Regions from separate parts of the Mus musculus genome. Here all the other regions are linked to region 5. A link is a contact called in public Hi-C and promoter capture Hi-C data. All regions are on one chromosome and are shown on one strand. The core of a region is the stretch at or near the end of the contact, and the rest is flanking DNA. Distances in the headings are between cores, read along the strand shown. Region 1 holds the start of Rpn1 (ribophorin I). Region 2 holds the start of Cnbp (cellular nucleic acid binding protein). Region 3 holds the start of Hmces (5-hydroxymethylcytosine (hmC) binding, ES cell specific). Region 4 holds the start of Aplf (aprataxin and PNKP like factor). Region 5 holds the start of Snrpg (small nuclear ribonucleoprotein polypeptide G).

The links. Promoter capture Hi-C pulls out the DNA fragments that hold promoters and counts their contacts. Hi-C and Micro-C count contacts between places; a contact is called where the count stands out from the background. Capture Hi-C pulls out chosen DNA fragments and counts their contacts.
Region 1: a promoter capture Hi-C map of pre-B cells shows a contact between it and region 5, with 5 times the contacts expected there. The contact joins the promoter of Rpn1 here to the promoter of Snrpg in region 5. A contact is called at or near these places in 1 of 39 promoter capture datasets (pre-B cells) and 1 of 484 Hi-C or Micro-C datasets (CD4 T cells).
Region 2: a promoter capture Hi-C map of pre-B cells shows a contact between it and region 5, with 3 times the contacts expected there. The contact joins the promoter of Cnbp here to the promoter of Snrpg in region 5. A contact is called at or near these places in 6 of 39 promoter capture datasets (the C10 cell line, cranial neural crest, embryonic stem cells and 3 more), 2 of 484 Hi-C or Micro-C datasets (B cells and CD4 T cells), 1 of 115 datasets of contacts at active chromatin or transcription factors (microglia) and 1 of 9 other capture datasets (liver).
Region 3: a contact with region 5 is called in a promoter capture Hi-C map of liver, with 4 times the contacts expected there. The contact joins the promoter of Hmces here to the promoter of Snrpg in region 5. A contact is called at or near these places in 1 of 39 promoter capture datasets (pre-B cells) and 1 of 9 other capture datasets (liver).
Region 4: a contact with region 5 is called in a Hi-C map of B cells, with 6 read pairs. The contact joins the promoter of Aplf here to the promoter of Snrpg in region 5. A contact is called at or near these places in 2 of 39 promoter capture datasets (liver and pre-B cells) and 1 of 484 Hi-C or Micro-C datasets (B cells).

The regions. Positions count from the first base shown.
Region 1 is chr6:88,083,192-88,085,984 of GRCm38.p6, forward strand. Rpn1 (ribophorin I) reads left to right here and starts at 1,282. Exons shown (of 10, transcript NM_133933.4): 1 at 1,282-1,603. The coding sequence starts at 1,340.
Region 2 is chr6:87,849,805-87,852,504 of GRCm38.p6, forward strand. It overlaps Cnbp (cellular nucleic acid binding protein), which reads right to left and starts at 1,302. Exons shown (of 5, transcript NM_001347325.1): 1 at 1,100-1,302. Gm44064 (WAS/WASL-interacting protein family member 2) reads left to right here. Exons shown (of 2, transcript XM_030255689.1): 2 at 556-2,509. The coding sequence ends at 1,434.
Region 3 is chr6:87,912,725-87,915,424 of GRCm38.p6, forward strand. Hmces (5-hydroxymethylcytosine (hmC) binding, ES cell specific) reads left to right here and starts at 1,252. Exons shown (of 7, transcript NM_173737.2): 1 at 1,252-1,287; 2 at 1,767-1,971. The coding sequence starts at 1,789. It overlaps Copg1 (coatomer protein complex, subunit gamma 1), which reads left to right. Exons shown (of 24, transcript NM_017477.2): 24 at 1-871.
Region 4 is chr6:87,670,842-87,673,541 of GRCm38.p6, forward strand. Aplf (aprataxin and PNKP like factor) reads right to left here and starts at 1,320. Exons shown (of 10, transcript NM_001372332.1): 1 at 1,019-1,320. The coding sequence starts at 1,114. It also overlaps E230015B07Rik.
Region 5 is chr6:86,370,076-86,372,870 of GRCm38.p6, forward strand. It overlaps Snrpg (small nuclear ribonucleoprotein polypeptide G), which reads left to right and starts at 1,465. Exons shown (of 4, transcript NM_026506.2): 1 at 1,465-1,539. The coding sequence starts at 1,508.

The sequences.
Region 1 (2,793 bases), core at 32-2,531, 1.7 Mb after region 5:
GTAGTTTTGTTTTCTGGGCCATATAGTCTGGTTTGCAACTACACTACTGTTACTGTTGTACTGTGAAAGCAATCATAAGCTACGGACAAATGAACGTAGCTATGTTCCAATAAAACTTTATAGACACAGATAGATTGTTGGCCTGCAGGTGCTAATTTCCTGACTTCTGCTTTGTAGGGAGGAGCATGGCCAGCCCTCCATTCTCTCTTCTCATTGGCTGGTATCAATGTTTGAATATTTCCATCTCCTCCCAAAATTTACCTTCGAATTACATCCTTCAAGCAACAACATTGGGACGCATTCTCATTTGGGGAGTGGAGACTGTACACAACCATTGTGCAGGGGGCTTGGAGATTTTATAGGGTTGAAAAAAGGGAACTTTAGGGGAGCAAAGTTTTATCTGTAGATTTTTTCATATATATATATATACATATATACATACATATATATATGTATATATGTATATATATATATATATATATATATATATATATATATGGTTTCAAGGCCCAAAAAATGCCATTGGATGTTTTCGTCACTAAGCTGGCTTTCTTGTCAGGTGTATCAGTACACTGACTACAGTTTCTCTGCTCACTTGAAGTTCATTGTTTTTGGTCATTAATTCTTCAGTGTGACTTTGGGAGATGATAGCACTAGAGGAATCCATCTGCAAGATGCCTTTGTAAAAGGGCTTGCCTCAGAGAGACCCTTTCCTGCCTTTCTGTCATATGACGATATGCAATGCCTTCCTTAGAAGGCATGCAATGTCAAAGTGCCACCTTGGTAGTAAATAGCAGCCCTCACCAGACAGCTAGTCCTGCCAGTGACTTCGCCTTGGACTCCTACAACTGTGATAAATGTCAACAGGTATCTGAGGTTAATATCATCAACCTTGGTTAGTTGCTTAAGGTTTCTGCCATCACTCACATTAATGGTTGAACTAAATATTAGAGGAGAGACTTGAGTTTCTGGAAATTTCCCATTTTCCTTTAAACTTTTGCCCACTTAGCATTCGTATCACTATAGAGAAGGCAAAGTTAGTTCCTTAGACTAAGCTATAGTATACTGTTTTTGAGCTGAGAGGCCAGAGTTATTTTGCATAAGCATGAAGGAAACAGACAGGATATAAGGAAATCAGGGGTGAATACGGCTATTAAGCGCCCCAAGAAGTACGCCTGCACTTTAAGATTTTCAATCAGGCGCCCCACGATCGCCCGGTTGCCCTGGAGACGGGGTCCTTTCTGACCGGGCCCAGCCATCTTGTGGTGCTGTTGGCCAATCAGCGGTTGCGCCGTGGCGGGGGGGCGGGGCGCGTGTCGGTGGCGCTCAGCTCGCGGTCATGGAGTCGCCGGTCGCCTTGCTGTTGCTGCTGCTGCTATGTCTCGGGGCCTTGGCCCCGACGCCCGGCAGCGCCTCCTCGGAGGCTCCGCCGCTGGTCAACGAGGACGTGAAGCGCACGGTGGACCTGAGCAGCCACCTAGCCAAGGTGACGGCTGAGGTGGTCCTGGTACACCCGGGCGGCGGCTCCACATCACGAGCCAGCTCTTTCGTTCTGGCCCTGGAGCCAGAACTGGAGTCGCGGCTTGCGCACCTAGGCGTGCAGGTGAGCGGAGGGAGGAGCCGGCGAACCTCACGCGGGATGCCTGAGGCGATCGGGGATCCCTGGGGAGGGGCGGGGAGGTTGAGGGCGTTAGGGATCCTCCAGGTGTCTGGTTGTCTGAAAGGCAGGTGTTGGAGGGGGACAGCGGAGAGGTTGGGGTCCGCCGTCTCTCTTGTCCGCGTGTCCTCTCGGACACGTCAGCACAAGCTTCCGAGCGTGGGGCACCGCCCACGTGGCTGCTCTGGAGCCCAAGGCGACCCCTTGGTCCCCTGGCGACCTCCTTCCGCACCCCAAGAGGATCTTGGCTGTGGCCGGGTGCGGTACTTCGGGTACCCAGCTTCTTTTCTGTCCCCTGGACTTGCTCGTCTAGTGGAGGACTATCAGTGAGTTAAGACAATTTATTTCCTGAATGCAATTGACTGGTGTAGTCTGTTCTCTCCAGACAGCAGCGTTCAGAAATACAGCAGGTTTCTGGTATTAAAGTTTGTCATTCCTCGCACCCGGTTAATGTAACACTCCTCTGAAAGCTGCTGCTTAACGCTTTCTTAATGTTCAGACTAATTGAAGAGTCAGCCCCTTATGCTGTACAGAAAGGTGAAGCCCAGGTCTGTTCCTCCCCACCGTCTCTCATTGGAACACTTCAGCATTTAGCCTTCTGTACTTTTCATTGAATACACTTTTATACCTTTCAAGGAAAGAAATCGCTGGCTTTGGGAATAGAGGGAATATCCACACAGGTTAATTTTTATTACTGTTCTCATTAACTATATTCATTAAGTGATTACCCAATTTACTAGGAGACTAAGCACACCACATTCTTTTTAACTGTATGGAGCTATAAAGCTGGACTTATAATAGTCACTGAAGTGACTCCTGTCCCCTTTACATTGAAGCCTTGTTCATGCTCAGCATGGCTTTCCTCAAATATTTCTGGAAAGACATTCATGACTTCATTGGATGCTCAGTCCTGTTTTGTGAAAATCAGTCATGACTTAATGAAGTCATAGTATAATCAGATCACAGCAGAGGCTTACCACCCTGCTGCTGTCCTGGTGGGAATTGCATACAAGTTGGGTCCCTCTACATGGCTCAGAGCATCCAAGTTCAATTCCACAGCCATCGGTAACTCCAGTTTCAGGGTGCACAGACCCACTTGCAAGCAAAACACCCATGTACATTAAAAGAAAAATTAG
Region 2 (2,700 bases), core at 52-2,551, 1.5 Mb after region 5:
ATTGAGTGTCGTGGTTTCTTGTCTATTTTGTGTCTTCAAGAATATTGCAAAAACCTAACCAGCCGATTGCTGTGCAATGTCTCCTTTTCCAAGACCCCCACCCCCACCCCAGATGTAGTCACTTCCTCTGAAAGTGCCTGGTGGCCGAGGCCATGTGCTTGACATGTGGCAACAGGCAAAAGGCTTCACCTATAAAATCAACACCTAAACCCAAGTGAGAACGATTAAACCGTCCTAAAACAGGTTTTCACGGTAATGAAAAATCTAGATTGATCTTTGCCAACTCTACTTCCGAGGCTTTCTTGTAATTTATATCCATTTAATCCGAGAAATATTGGCAAGGACTTCTGCCACCCTGATGGCCTTAAAGGCCTGACAACCTACGGGTCCTATCCACCCGGTTCCCGCTCCATTAAAAAAAAAAAGGGGGGGGGGGGGTGAGGGACCTAAGACTTGACTCTCATCGATCCAGGGAAAGGTGGTTTCTTTTGACTAACGATGTCGAATAAGCTGCTTAAGAATACGAACTACAAGAAATCAGGAGTTTGAATAAAGGTCGCCAGTACAGAGAACCGAATCCAGACTCCCAAGCCTTACAGCGGCGTGCGCGGGCTTCGTCACAGGCCAGGTCCTGAGGCCCCGCAGCCGCTGGCACATGGCCCGCCAGGCCTCCACCGGGCGCTCGGCCTGGGGACCTCCACCTCGACCAGGCTCTCGCCCCCGCCACACCGCCCCGTTCCAGGAGTTCCCGCCACACTGGCCCTCGGCGCTAGGCCCGCGCGCGACTCTCCTCGCCTCGGCCCCAAGGGCGCCGGGCCTCGTCGCCACACGGATGAGGCCTGCGTGGCCCTCGGGGCCAAGAGAGGGCCCCACGCTCCAGCCCTAGTGCCAGCGCCGCAGGACGGACAGGACGCCCGCCACAGTACGGCGGGCCAGAAACTGGAGCCGAGACGCCGCTCGGGCCGAGCCCCGCGCCTGACGCAGCAGGGCGCAGGCCGAGGTGCGGCCGCCATCGCGCCTCGCAGTTCCGGCCCTCCGTCCGTCTCGGCCGCACCAACCCCGCCACCTCCGTTGCGCAGGCTACACCCTCGCCTCTCACCTTCGGCGTCTGAGCTGCCCACAGCGGAGGAGACTCGGACGAAGAACCAAGAAGGCGACTCGCAAAGCAGCGGCTGTTTATTTTCAGGGTCCTTGCCTGCGCCACACGCGGGTCTGCACACGGCCCCACACACGCCGCTGCGCACGGCTCTCCTCCGCCTCGCCCACGGATCCAATCAGCGCAGGAAGCCAGGCCAGCCAATCAGAATCGCCCGCTGGGAGCGCGGCCTCGCGCGAGGGCGGCAGGGGCGGGGCGGACTGCTCCACGCCCAGCCTCTTCCGGCCCGCAGCGCTCGCGGCCTTCCCGCCCGTACCTGGGTTCCGTGTCTACGATGAGTGGTTCGCTGCTTTCCTACTAGCAGTTCGTCCCTCGAACCTTTGCTGGTTCTCTCCAGCCTACGGGGCTGATCCGGGCAGTGGTCGCAGCTTGCGGGAGCCAATCTCCCCCTGCCCGGCCTCCCCTAAGCCTGGTGGGGCTCAGAAGCAGACCAGGTTCCAATACACACACACTTAGGTTTGGGGGAAGGTCTTAGTGGCCTGATCATAGAAGCGGCTGTGGCTACCGTTACGGTCCATGAGATGCGTTTGGGTTTTGTGTTTCCTGGGTATAAACCGACAGCGCGCTGCTAGTGCCCCTGGCTTGCAATAGCCCCAAATGAAAATGCCTAATGAGGTTGAAGATGGTGACAGGTGATTTGTGTCACAACACTTCTTGTGACCCATAATGAATGACATCCCTAGGATTTGTGGATGAGAGGAGGCCAAGAAAGTTATTGCCTGGGCTGCCCCATTCAGGAGTGACCGTCGTTTGCATTTCATGGTGTCTCCAAAATAGATTGTGTGTGTAGTCATAGGTCCTCAAAGCAGAAGATAAATTTTTCCTGTAAGTCCTGGGTTTGATTCCCTAGCGTTACCACACACCCTGAAGACAATTTCTATATAAACTAAAGCATTCTAGAACTCTGTCCCGTTTTAATGATTTTTTTAATACAAACATGAAGAATCTGGAAATCTCAAGTCTCTTGAGTTCTAAAAAGTACTAAAATTTGTCTAGATTTTAGTTTCCGCTAGCGACTTACTCTTTAAACTTACACATGGGCCTGCAGAAATGACTTAGAAGTTGAGAGCAGCCAGGCGTGGTGGTGCATACCTTTAGTCGCTTGCACTTGAGAAGTAGAGGCAGTAGGATCTCTTGTCAGTCCAAGTTCATCTAATCTACATAACAAGTCCCAGGTCAGCCATAGCTACATAGTAAGACCTTTGGGCTGTAGATATGGTTTAGAAGAGCATTTGTCTCGCACAAGACTCTAGATTCCATTTCAACAGAAGAACAAAATGTTCAACCATAGTCAGACCCAGTCTCAAAATAAGCAAAAAAAAACAAAAACAAAAAACAAAAAAAAAAAAAAAACACCAGCAACAACACATGCTGCTATTGAAGAGAACCAGAATTCAGTTCCCAACACCTATATCCTACTAACAACTACATATAACTCCAGGTCCAGAGGATCTAATGTCCTCTAACTTAGGAGGTGCACATAAATATACCCAGCCACATACACATAAATCTTTGTTGTTGTTCTCGTTGTTTGAGGCAGGGTC
Region 3 (2,700 bases), core at 2-2,501, 1.5 Mb after region 5:
ACAACAGCTAGCAGGTCTGGTAAGCCACTCATCTACAGGCATCTGTAGATGGATGGGTGTCCAAAGGTCCTTAGAGGGTGTCATGATCTGCTCTGGGTCTATGAGTGGGAAAAACAGTATCTGCATTCCTTTTGGGCTGGAGTAAGAAATCCTAGGGGATGCTTCAGGGCTTGGGCTTTAAACTCAAATCAGGTGGTTTAAACTGTTGGAAACACTTGAAGAACTGGACCTCCTGTGAGGCTACTCAGATGGCTCAGCAGGTAAAGGTACCTATCAGGACGGACTACCCACTTGGTAGAAGGAGAGGACCATTTTGCAATAGTTGCCGCCTAACCTCATGCACACCTGTATACTGTATGCACATGCACATGTACACATTAGAACAGAGGCCTGCACCTTTAAGCCGAATCCCATAACATGAAGACATCAGGCTACACTTGAGCATCGTTAAGCTGTTTTAGCTATGGCCTATTTCATGACTGGTCCTGGCTCCACCATGTACTTGGTCAGGCATGCAGTGGTGAACTAAGTAACGTGGTGTGAAACTTCCTAACAGGTTATAAAGAGATTTCTCATTTGGGGGGTTTTCTCAAGTAGGTGACCTGAAGGCTGCTCCCTAAAGACATCCCTCTGTCCCCCACCTTCCATCCCTCTCCTGGGGACTGAGCAGTTGCTCTTGCCTGGCCTCTCTGCCTCATTCCATCCCTTTATGAAGGCCTCTCCAGGCTTTAAAGGAAAGCCTGACCTTCAAGGCCACATCCTGCTTAGCCCTTCCTGACTGTATTCTTCCTGCCTAATACCCTCCCCTTCTACTCCCAGGCCTGGTCATAGCCTGGAAGCCATTCCATTCAAATAAACTTCATTAAAGAAATTGGTGTCAGCCTCCTTTTGTGAAGATTACAGCTTACTCTAGTTTTATTTAAAGGCTTGCACACACCCCACACACAAATGTTAAAAAGGAAACCAGGTGGGGCTTCCTGACCCTTAGGGGTTTGTGGGAATAGCTAGAGAGTCTCAATTCGGATGGCCTTACACATTGAGGGTGGGCAGCACAGGTTTTCTGGCTTCAGATTCCGGCCTGGGAAGGGGGACCCTGAGGCCTCCTGGGGTGCCTGTCTCAGGTCAGTGCATTTTGTCTTGCTTCACCTAGCCACACCCCCACCTGTGGGGAGGGAACCCCGACGGCGCGACGTCACGTCGGGGGCGGGGCGGGGTTACCGAGGAGCGGGACGGGCGTCTCTTAGGCGGACGCTAGCTGCGAGGAAGGGTGGACTAGACCCTCGGGCGGTGAGAGGACGCGGGCGCGTGGGGAGGGCCTCGTTGAGGGGATGAGGACGGACGGGCGGGCGGGAGGAGGGCCGCGCTGAGGAGAAGCTAGCGGGCGGAAGAGAGGACCCGGCGGAGGGGACGCCGGCGGGCGGGCAGGCGAGGACCGCCCACGTTCCGAGCTGGAGCCTTGGCGCCGACAAGGCCCCGCCCGGGACCTGAGCGTGTCCCCGCGGGGCGGTAGTGCGGTGGCCGCGGCCCGCGAGTGTCGCTGGCGTCAAAGCCGAGCGCTCTCACCTTTCCCTGCTGCGTCCGTGGGAAACAACCTGGGAGGAGCGGCTTTCTTTCTCGCCCGCCACCCGAGGGCCTGCTTGGGGACTGTGGGCCCCGCAGTGGCCGGGACTGGCTGACCTAACGGAGCCTCCGCGGAAGATGTGGCTTCGCGGGGAGATTGGCGTGACCTAGGGAGGAGAACCTTAGGGTTTTGTGACTTTCTCTAGGTCTGAGCGGCAGCGCTGAAGTATGTGCGGGCGAACGTCCTGTCACTTGCCCAGAGAGGTTCTCACCAGGGCCTGCGCCTATCAGGATCGGCAGGGCCGGCGGCGGCTCCCGCAGTGGAGGGACCCCGACAAGTACTGCCCCTCCTACAACAAGAGCCCGCAGTCCAGCAGCCCCGTGCTGCTCTCCAGACTGCACTTTGAGAAGGTAAGGAGTGTGTCAGCACCATCGGAGCTTCTGGGCCAGCATCGCCGTGGCCATCTGACTCGTGACCCATGTGCCGCCATCTGCCCAGCCTCCGGAATGACCCGAAAAGCAGCCTTTACAGATACATTAAGGCCCTAATCCCTCTGGGTCTCTGCAAGAAATAAGTCAGCATTCTTCAGGGTCAGTTAAACTGTTTGAATGTATGCCCAAATTATGTGAACCTCATATCTGAATACATTTAAGAATTCTTTTGAGACAGAGTCTTAACTATGAATGTAGCCCTGGCGGTCCTGGAACTCCCTATAGAGGCCCAGCTGACCTCAGATTTTCAGCAAATCTGCCTGTCTCCAGAATCCTGTATTACAGGTGTGTACACTCTGACACGCTTGACTCTCTCTCTCTCTCTCTCTCTTTTTTTTTTTAAGATCGCATTTTTCAAGTATTACTGATTTATCAGCGTCATCTGTCCTTATATTAAAAACAAAAAAGCAAAAACCCAAGTGTGGTGTCACACACCTTTCATCCCAGCACTTAGGAGGCCGGAGGAAGGCAGATCTCTGAGTTGGAGGCTAGTCAAGGCTGCATAGTAAAACTGTGTCTCAAAAAACTGATTTGTGGAGCTTACAGAGCTTGCAGCCTGGCTCAGTGGGTGAGAACACTTGCTGCCTGTTAGGAGAGAACCAGCTCTTGCAAGCTGCCTTCTGATTCCACTCCCAGTCTGTGGCATTC
Region 4 (2,700 bases), core at 70-2,569, 1.3 Mb after region 5:
AAAATTTTATTTTTTACTATATATGTATACCTGTATGTTAGGATATGCATGTGTGTACATTGCCCAGAGAGGCAGAATTACAAGCATTTGTGAATTGCCTGACATAAGTGCTGGGAAGCCAGTCCTCTGTAATAAATTCCAGGCTCTTAATGGCTAGCCCATCTCTCCCTTGTGATATTTCAACTCGACCGCCAGGTTCTCTAGAGTGGCCTTTGTAAATGATAGGTCTTGTGGCAATGCTAAATGGTTTAATACCACCAAATATAATTTCATAGTGCAAACTGCAAACGGTTTGGTTCCTACTCCTCCCAAAGAGGGTAAAGAATATATAGCATAGTGGCCATTTGTACATGTATCACCTTTAAATGACCAGTTTATACTCCAACTTTCTCATTTGAACAAGGCTAATAAAAAGCACCTAACTCAAAAAGTTTTGGAAGTAGTAAATTAAAGTCATCTCTTTAGAACAATGACTGGTTCACTACCCAGACAACTTAAAGACAGCTACTGATACTACCAAAAGGGATACTGCTATTATTGGTAAGGCCCACCAGCCCAGCAGAGAAGGCAAGGAGATAAAAGAAGTTAGCTTAAGGGAGGTGATTAACCTTCCCTGTTATGGCTCATACAGTACCGTAAATATTGTAAGCTTTGTAGGTCAACATGCAACACATTAACCTTTAGAGTACTATACGTCTTTAAATACTAGCAGCGGTTTTGTTTAGTTGGTCTGTTTACATTTTACATCTTACAACCCGAACTTAGCTCAACTTGGATTTGGCCCTCGTTTGCCAGCTGGATAGGCTAATGATGTTAACTCGGTCCATACTCGAACCATACAGGCACCAAAAAGAAATGTCTGGGACTTGACTAACGTTGTTTGAAAACCTACTGCCCCAAACCTATAAAATCTTGACAAGCAGAGCCAAGACGCGGAGTTCCCAAGCTCAGGAGACAAGAGACAGCCTCGGCTGAGCAAGCTCTGGCTGCCCACGCCCACACTACCTCCCACACTTACTCCCAGCAGCGGCCCGCGGCCTATCACAGTCTGCCCCGGCCCCACGGGCACGCGGGGACCGCCGTCCAGAGGCTGCAGAAAGAAGTCCGAAGGCATGGCGGTAAGAGAAGGTTCCTTCGCCAGGAGATACCTCGTAGCCACCTCCCTCAGGCACGCTGGGCATGGCCCGAAGGGGTGTGAAACCCGAGGCTCCTTTCCTGGTGAGTGTGCTTCTTCCCTTTCCGGAATCCCCACTCCTTGAGAGCCTGTGATTCGTGCAGGGAATACCTGTCAACAGACCGCCAAACTACAGCTTAAAAACTGGAACGCACACCCACAATCTTCCAGCACTTCCTCTCACAGGACTCATGGAACGCTGGGTCTTGTAGTTCCTGACACCTCCCTTCGGCTCCTTTCCGGAGTACAGACTGCATGGAAAAACTACCAATCCCAGAAGGCAATACGCGCATCTCTGCGCCTAGGTTGATTCGTGCTTGGGCAGGGGTGGGGCTAGAGTAGTGCTGACGTCAAGGCCTTAGGAGAGGGTTGGCCTGAGTTTTTAAATGAACCACAGTGCTGGCCCGTGGCCCTGTGACTTCAACAGGGGGATGTTCTTTTCCCAATGGAGTATGATGTGTGTATCTGCTTCTTCCCCTTCTCTTCCATAAGGAGACAGCTTCGGCTAGAATAAGGCCTCCGTGGCAGGACTGTCTTCCCTACTCCAAGAAGTATGTCTGGACTTAGATTTTTAGGGTTCAGCCTCAAGAGGGTCATTAACTTTCCTGTGCAGGCGCCCCATACTCATTTGGGGATGGATCTGCAGCCAGTGGAGCTTCTATTTTCAAAGGCCTGGCTCAGACACTTGGCCCACGGGGCCGGAGAATCTTCCTTCTCTATAAAAGAGGCATATTCTCTGGCTGGGATCTGTAGCAGGCCTGTCTTTCTCTTTGGTGGAGGCCTGGACTGGGGGAAGCAAACCTAGGGTCCGAGGGTGGGGGGCAAACCTACAGGGACGGGATGGAGGGGAAAGGTGGTCTTTTCTATGGAGAAGCCAGTTGCTAAGCTCAGGGCTCCCAGCTAGAGGGAACTTTCTCTTTGGAGGAAGCCTGGCCCAGAGTTTGGCACTGCTCTCTTAAGATCTTTTCCTTTCTTGTGGCTGAGGACAGCCTCAGCTAGGCCTGTGTCTGGAGGGCTTTCTCTTCCATATTAAAGCCTGTACTACAGGACTCTGCAGAAGGTCATGGAGTTGGAGTCTTATCCCCTAATGCCTCCAGGAGGCACAAGGTCTTCTCTTCCCCAAGAGGCCACCTTGTCACAAGCCTAGGGGAAATGGAGTTATTCTAAAGAGTCACTGTGACCCTCATTTTGGCTCTCAGAACAGTGGGCCTTAAGAGACTGGAATTTTCCTTAGTAATCTCATGCTGGATTAAAAAGTCAAAAGGCAGACCCATCAAGACGAGAGACTTTCCCCCGGAGAGATTTCACAGTCCCGTCAATTTGTCAGAATGCCTTGCTGAAGCACTAGAACCTCAGCAGTAATGGGCAGGGCCACACCTTGCAACTGGAGATGGCTCAGATATTCAAATGCTGGCCCCCTACTTAAACCTTAGCCTTACTTTAGGAGGCTGAAGATGAACTTGGGGACCTTGGAGCTCTTTGTCCCTCTTCCTAATCAAAACTCCAATGAAATCTATACAGAACCA
Region 5 (2,795 bases), core at 215-2,714:
GTGATATATCAGTAAATGGGAAACACCAAGAGGAAGGCAGAGAGCATCATAACTTGAAAGCTGTTAATGTTGAAAAGATAACTTAGGATTAAAGGTACATGGGGGGGGGGGCTGAAAAGATGGCTCAGCAGTTAAGAAAACTCTTCCGAAGGTCCTGAGTTCAAATCCCAGCAACCACATGGTGGCTCACAACCATCCTAATGAGATCTGGCGCCCTCTTCTGGAGTGTCTGAAGACAGCTACAGTGTACTTACATATTATAACTAAATTGTAAAAGGTGCATACTGTAATTTCAGTACTGTAAGGCAAGCTGAGGATTTCCCTCCTGCTTTGAGGTCAGTCTTTGCTAAAGACTATCATTATTCATGTTCGTTTTCTAGTTTCAACTAGCACAGCAAGTGGTGGGGAGAGTGTATAGCTAAGCATTCTTGTGCTATTTTTTTGTTGATGACAAACTAATCATGAGGAGAACCTCAATTGAAGAGCTGCTTCCATCTAACAGGTCTCTGGACATGTCTGTGGGTCATTAATGACTACCATGAGAGAGCCCAGTGCACTGAGGGCAGTGCCACCACCCTGGGAGAGTGCACACCTTTATTCCCAGCCCTCAGGAGGCAGGGGCAAGCTCAATACCTCAGGACTTGTGTGGTACTCCTCAGCTTTTATGTATGGACTGTAGTGTGCTAAGTGGGTTCTGAAGGCAGCGTTAGAATTGCAGAATTGATGAATCAGAAATACCCCAGACACTGGATTCACGTCCTCAAGAGAATCCGCCTAGCCACCTTCCTGCTACTGATGCGGACAAGCTATTCTGTGCTTCAGGAGCCCTCGGCTTCGCCTGGATGTGCTTAGGAAATTAAGGGCAGCGTGGTGCAGATGCCGTTGATTCTAGCACGGGAAGCAACAGTTCAAAGCCAGCGTTGACTACACAGTGAACTCGAAGCCAGCATGAATTACGTCAAAAACAATGAGGAAGGGGCAGGGGAAATGACAAAAATGTAAAGAGAAAAAAAGTGTAGTAAGTGGGAAAAGGAAAGAAAAGAAGTGACACACAGGCTGGAGAGACGCTTCAGCAGTTAAAACCACTGGCTGTTCTCCCAGAGCTCTGGAGTTCAATTCCAGCACCCACATGGTGGCTCACAAGCATCTATAGTAGGATCTGAGGTCCTCCCCTGGCGCGCAGGTGTACATGTAGAGCACTCATACATAAAATATAAATGAAGGGGTCTGTTTTTAAAGTGACCTGCCACTTCAATTTTACACAAAGGAAGCTTAGCCGAACACAGCCTCTCCGTCGTGGCCTGTCACTGGCGACGCAACCGGAAGCGTGGCTCTGGTCCGCAGGTTCAGACATCCCCATCAATATCGCGAGATGAAAGGTAATGTTCTCCGAAGGCGATTGGCTCGCGCGGCGGTGACGTCAGACACCAGCGCCAAGCCTGCCTTGCGCGCGTTTCTGAGCCTGCTCACTCCTTCGCCGTTGTGCCGAGCCCGCAGAGGAGTCGCCATGAGCAAAGCCCACCCTCCCGAGCTGAAGAAGTGAGTAGAGTCGGCCCTATCGAGACTTCTGTCTCGCTCGGGCTGCCGCCGCTGGTCCCGACGGTCGCGGGAGCCGGAAGTGGCGCTAAGGTCCGGTCGGCATGGTTACTGCAGTGCCGGTGCCTCTGTCTTCCCAAAGCTGGGGCTCTCCTAGGCGGGCAGCCAAAGGCAACCTGGTTGGGGACCAGGGCAGCGGTCGAGGTGCATGGTTGTGAGGAACCGGAGACTCGTGGGCTTAAAATGATCGATTGGAGTCGGACGTGATTGGCTGTGATCTATGGGGCCAATATTCAGGAAGCTTAGGCAGGAGAATTACCGCGAGTTCCAGACCAGCCTAGGCTTAAAAAAAAAAAAGACACTGTGTCTCAAAAAGTTTAAGGTGAGGTAGCGTTTTGTGTTTCAATAAATGTGCGCGTTCATTTGCGTTCATCAAGAGAGCTAGGTTTAGTTTTGGGGTTTTTTTTTCCCCTTTTTGGTGCTCAGAGACATGTTTAGTTATATGTTTGTGCACGTGGGTGCAGCTCCTGCGGAGGCCAAAGCGGGCATTGGATCTGCAGAAACAGAACTTGTAGGAGGTTGTGAGCCCTCTGGCGTGGTTAATAATAGCTGGACTCGTGTCCTCTGGACAAGCAATAAGCGCTGGGCCATCTGCAGCCCCAAGAACTAGGTTTCTGATACACTGTCCTTGTATTCAAGTTACATTTAAACGTTGTGTAATATCTTGCTCTGGCAATAAATCCATGGAAGGACATCCATTTTCTACTTGTAAAGAGCTAATTTCTGAAGAATTTTATTCTGTACCCAGTAAAATCAGACAGACCCTTTGGTCTCAGACACTTCTGACTGGCCTGAACCTGTCGCATATGCACATAGTCATTGGGTTGCTCAATACAAGATTAATACTGGGTCTTTTCTGGTGTAGCCAGAAAATAATCTGTCTTGTGTATAGCCTGTTTGCTACTGTAAAGTTCTGTCAAGACCCCAATGCAGGGGAAAGATAACAACATTTGCTGATTTTTGTATTTGAGTGCACATTTTAATCAAAGCCCTCTGTGTGAAACCCCTGCAGTTTTGTTTGAATCTGAATCTGTTAAACCGGGCCTAGAGAGTTGGCTCAGAGGTTGAGAGCACTGACTTCTCTTCCTAGAGGTCCTGAGTTCAATTCCCAGCAACCACATGGTGACTCACAACCATCTGTAATAGGATCTGGTACCCTATTCTGGCTTGCAGGCCTATAGGCAGAACACAACATAATA